Regions from separate parts of the Danio rerio genome. Here region 2 is linked to region 1. A link is a contact called in public Hi-C data. All regions are on one chromosome and are shown on one strand. Each heading gives the region's core, a stretch centred on a gene start, on an enhancer-like site or on the middle of the called end of the contact. The rest is flanking DNA. Distances are from core to core; before and after follow the strand shown.

Region 1 (2,799 bases), core at 146-2,645:
CAATAAAAAAGTCAAAATGAGAGTGCAGTAGAAACCAGTGACAACACATATCCAAACACATTAAGTTAGAACCCAGTCAGAACAAAATAGTTCAGTAAAACAGAGCAGAGCCCAAAAAAACAGTGTTTTGCAACTCACTAAAACCCAGTTAAAACACCACCACAGCTGTTAAACAGCACACTAAAGCCAGTCTGAACAATTCAGCAATGAGCTGAAGCCCAGTCAAAACACTATAGCAATGGCTTGGCAATGTGCTAAACTCTCTATGGCAAGCCAATCTAACATTTAATCAATAAAATATACTGATATCTATTTTCATGCTTGTGTTTTGATACCCATTCCATCAAGTACTTATTCACTAGCACTTTTACAACAGTTTCATCCTCATATACTACCTTATTAAGATACTTATTCATCAGATTCTAGTTTTTAATAGATCTAGGTACCAAATCCTTATATATTTAATAAGTACAATCAACTTATTTAATAGGGATTCTATACCTATACAATTGTAGGTGACTACAATACTTATGTACAGTATGTATATGTTTTTTACATTCTAGTTTTTATTTACTACGTTTACTATTTATTTACTGCGAGTAAATGTTTGTTTTAAGATTATTATTATTTACTACAGTAAGTGTATTAACTGAACTGTGTTCATTTTGATTATGTTATAAGACAAATAAAAAGCAGCTGAGCCCAATAAGATAAGTTACTAGTAGTGATTACAAAAGAAAGTGTCTACTATAGGATGCTATTCCCTATATGTGGTTTATTTTTTGCAATAAGAACTGTATCTAATAAATAAATACTAGTGTTTAATTAACAAACGGCATAATTTAACAAACAGATACAACTTAGTATCTAAAATTAAGCTACTAGCATAAAAACAATCTGAACATCATGGTGTTAAAAAGGCTGACCAACTCTCTTGGAACACCTTAGCAACGTTGAAATCACTTAAAACACAATATTAATAATTGATTAACCCTCTAAATCAACTTCATCAATATTACATATCTAAACACATTTCAGAATGTGCGTGGTGCAGGTGTACTCACATTTTCCACATATAAATATCCTGATATTCATAATATCCTGCTTATATTTATATATTAAACTGAATATACATAAAACGGAGTGTATAAAATGTACAAAACATTGTTGTTGATCTGGGAAAGCGCCACCATTTTGTTGAACTTCAGTCAGGAATTTCCCGCCAGCGCCAACGAAGGATCACTTCAGCCATGGCGTGCGCGCGAAAAAAAAAATATGATTGACATTTGTGATTGGTATAAAAGTGTCGGGCCGCTTCTATTTTTTGCTCATTTTTCGGAAGAGTCGTGAGACAGACTGTGCGATTTCACACGACACCTGTTTCCCCGATTTCTGTCAGCCTGTAGTGACATTTCATCTGAATTCCTGAAAGCCCTTTAAGAGAGAAAGAGAGAGAGAAAGCGCGCGCCTGAACTTGACTCCAGGGTAATGTGGTTCTTGTTGGGTTTTTGTTGACTTTATAGAAATCAGATCCACACTGACCGCCATTTTATAGCTCTTATTTCATTACCGAACACATTTAATTCCTGTTCCAGCACATAAATATATAGCTTCAGCTTCAGATAACCAGGCCTCGAGGATCTGAATTTAATACTGAAGCAGATGAACGGCTACAGAAATAAATAAATAAACACCTCAGAAGATTCATATATAAAAATAAACCTCACATATGAACCGGTCAGGTCTCTGCAGGCTTCACTGTGAACACATGAATATGCTGAACTGGCCGTATTTATTTTGGTACACTTCTGTAGATGTTAAATTTAATAAATGTTAGTCGGAGCTACAAATTTATCTTGTACAGAAAGGTGTTCGCCTTTTCTTTTTCCTCTCTTATGAACGCAAATCTCCTATTGAAAGCGTTTATAAATATTGTAATTATATTTTAAGCTACTTTATAGTTGGATTTAATTTACTTGACGCTTTAAAATAAAGATTTAGGGATGTTTATTATATTTATATACATATAATAAACGAATTTAAATATAAAGCCTAGCAGTATTTGTGTATTATTAATCCTTAACTCCCAAGGAAAACAATGGCGCATTATGAAAATACCTAACCCATATTTACTAATGAACCTCATTTATACACCGAATTTAATTAGAATTATAAATTAATTATTATATTTAAAGCAGTATTATATTGATAATTTAATGCCATTCAAATCATTATTATACACTGTTATATGATTTCATTTTAAATTAAAGCTAAATGAATCAAATTAAACTGATTTATGAATGTTTTAATTGTGTATTTATTTTAAATATGGGTTTATTCTTAATAACTAAACAGTATTAATTAATAGAAAACAGAATAATAATAATAGTCAGTCATTACATGACTTTAACATCTAATTTATCCGTAAATTCTTGAGAACAGTTTTGCACCATTTTGTTTTTGATGGTCTATAATTTTAGCATTTATTCTTCACAAATTATATAGTTTATTGTGCTTAAAAGGCAATGTTTAAAGTGCATTCCTTTAAGCGCGGAAAATGTATTTATTCGTTCGTGAAAACACACCACATAATGATTCAAGCGGTTTAAAATAAAATGAGCATTTTGATTTTAATGACTGAACCCATTTCGTGTGTGTTTTAAATTGTAGGGTATAATTTAAACAAATATAAGGACAATTTTCAGCCAAAACGCGATGTATTTTGATCAGATCTATCTGCATAAATCTGCAAGAGGTTGGTTTTTGTTGCGGAGCTGCGCTTACGTAAATTGCGTAATT
Region 2 (2,709 bases), core at 13-2,512, 420 kb before region 1:
ATAGCTCATAATAATATATATATTTTTTGGTCATTTTTGTGGTTCAAACGCTTCCATGGACATGCATTTTCCCTTGATATATGAAACAGCATCATGGACATTATATTAAACATCTATTTTTGTTTCTCCTTAAGTGAAAGTGAATGCAAATAGAGGGAATAGAGCTCTAAAAAGAACAAAAAGCATCATAAAAGCTCATTATAATGTTGTTTTTGGTCATTTTTACATCTTAAAGGCTTTTATTGGCATGCATTTTCACTATAAAACAGCAGCGCGCACATTCCACCACATATCTCCTTTCGTTTTTCCTTTAGTGAAAGTGAATGCAAATAGAGAAATTTAAGCTCTAGAAAAGGACGACAAACACCATAGCTGTTAATTATAAAAGTGTTTTTGGACATTTTCACTATATATATCTCCTCTGTTAGTGAAAGTGAATGCAAATAGAGAAACTTGAGCTCTAAATAAGACAAAAACATCATAATAGCTCATTTTAATGTTTGTTTTTGGTCAGTTTTGCAGCTTAGCTGCTGGCATTCCCATGCATATTCATTATATACAAAAATAGCAGCGTGCACATTCTGCTAAACATCTCCTTTTGTGTTTTACAGAAGAAAGTCATGCAAGTTTTTCAATGACATCAGAACATTATTTTTGTCTCAGACACTAATTAAATGTATGCAAAACTACTGATTTAGAACAAACTGTATATTAAAATATCAGATTTTTACATTCTACTAAGTATCTCCTTTTGTGTCTTATAATCATTCAGTCCACAGAACTATGAACTTGTAATATAAATGCTGATGTATGGATTATTAATGCTTTTTTTCATCATCATCAAAGAGCAGCTCCTCCTTTTGTGTGTCATGCGGGTTAGTAAATGATGACAGAATGTTCATTTTTTGTGTGTGTGTGTCTGAATTATTCCTTTATGAGTCTCAAACACTAATTAAACTCGCAAGATTGCGCTGAAATTACTAATTTGGCCTTTTTAAATTCTTTATGATCATGAACTCGACTTCATCTGTGTCAGTGGAACATGGCTGGAGGAAAGCAGCAAAATGACACTGGATTGTTCAGCGATATCTCACAAATCCTGACTGCAAATCAAGCACATGTTCATTAAGACGCAACCCGAGGTTCTGCAGGGTTCACACACACACACACACACACGGTTGGTTTTAAACAGCGTTCTCACACTCTGCTTCCAACACAAGCGCTGTGGACAGCTGGTGCGGGAGGGAGGCTGCTGCTTTCTTTCTTTCTTTCTTTGGCTGAGTTTTGGGACGCAGCCAAACTCTTACCTCCGTCTGCACACTGCACACTCCGACCGCTACCTGTCAGTCAAACCGTCACCATGGAGACACACCTGAACCCACACTCACACAGTCACTCACACATTCAGACGCACACATGCATGCACACTAAAACAGTTTTACACACGTGTACACACACACACACACACACACACACACACACACACACACACACACACACACACACACACACACACACACACACACACACACACAATCACAATCACAATCTCTCTCGCACACATACACACAATGCAAAACAGTCACACACACACACAGAGACTTGCGCACACACACATACACACACACACACACCCAAAGACTCTCTCTCATACACAAGCACACGCACGCACACACACACATACGAAGACAGTCACATGCACACACATAAAATACATAGTCTCTCTTACACACACATGAACAGTCTCTCACACACACACAAAGGCACTGTCACACATTCACACACAAGCATACGCACACACACACACACACGAACACACTTATAAAAACAGTCTCTCTAACAAACACACGCACGCACACACACACAGATACGTACGCATGTACGTGCATGCGCACGCACACACACACACACACACACACACACACACACACACACACACACACACACACACACACACACACACACACAGCATGAACACTTTATTATTTAAAATAACTAATTAAATAAGTAAATAATGAATAAAAAAATACATAAATAAATAATTATAAATATAATAAAAAATCGATTTTTTAATTTAAATTTTCTCTTTTATTTGAAAAATTTGAGAATGCATATAAAATATTTAGGTAAATAATTACTGTATTTATTCAACATTTAATATTTAAAATAAGTAACTAAATAAATAAATACATATTAATAATTATAATAATAATAAAATGAGACTGCTATTTAAATTTCAAATTAATGGAAAGTGTGAGAGAATATATATATATATATATATAATGGATAAACATAATAAAAAAAGAAAGATTTTGCTATTTAAATTTTCATATTTAATAAGGAATTGTAAGAATAAAATAACGTTTTTAAGTAATTAATTAATGTATTTAATGGATATTTTTTGCTTTTGATTAAAAATTATGAGAATATATATACATAAATGTAAAAAGTAATTAGGTACTTTATTTAAATTGGGGGGAAAATCTTTAATTTAATACATCTTATTTTTTCTTATGACTTTCTATAAAATACAAAAATTCAGGAGGGTTAATACTTCTGTCTATATATATATATATAGTTATAAGTTAAATATTAAGTTAATGTACTGCAGTTCTCATTCATTCATTCATTCATTCATTCATTCATTCATTCATTCATTTTCTTTTCGGCTTAGTCCCTTTATTAATCTGGGCTCACCACAGCGGAATG

Evidence for each region. A called contact is a pair of places that touch in the nucleus more often than the background predicts.
Region 2: a Hi-C map of skeletal muscle shows a contact between it and region 1, with 3 times the contacts expected there. The contact joins two enhancer-like sites. A contact is called at or near these places in 4 of 18 Hi-C or Micro-C datasets (caudal fin, embryo, hematopoietic stem cells and 1 more) and 2 of 4 datasets of contacts at active chromatin or transcription factors (caudal fin and embryo).

What each region holds. Positions count from the first base shown.
Region 1 is chr21:1,381,992-1,384,790 of GRCz12tu, reverse strand. No RefSeq gene overlaps it. Among named protein-coding and RNA genes, the nearest start is that of txnl1, 17 kb to the right of the region's middle. Within about 2 kb of position 1,395, at least 4 of the 62 cell types and tissues checked have an H3K27ac peak or open chromatin away from gene starts, as enhancers often do. A contact at or near this core is called in skeletal muscle, where this site is marked.
Region 2 is chr21:1,802,379-1,805,087 of GRCz12tu, reverse strand. The region is part of intron 8 of tcf4 (transcription factor 4); the gene reads right to left. Among named protein-coding and RNA genes, the nearest start is that of tcf4, 190 kb to the right of the region's middle. Within about 2 kb of position 1,262, at least 12 of the 62 cell types and tissues checked have an H3K27ac peak or open chromatin away from gene starts, as enhancers often do. A contact at or near this core is called in skeletal muscle, where this site is marked.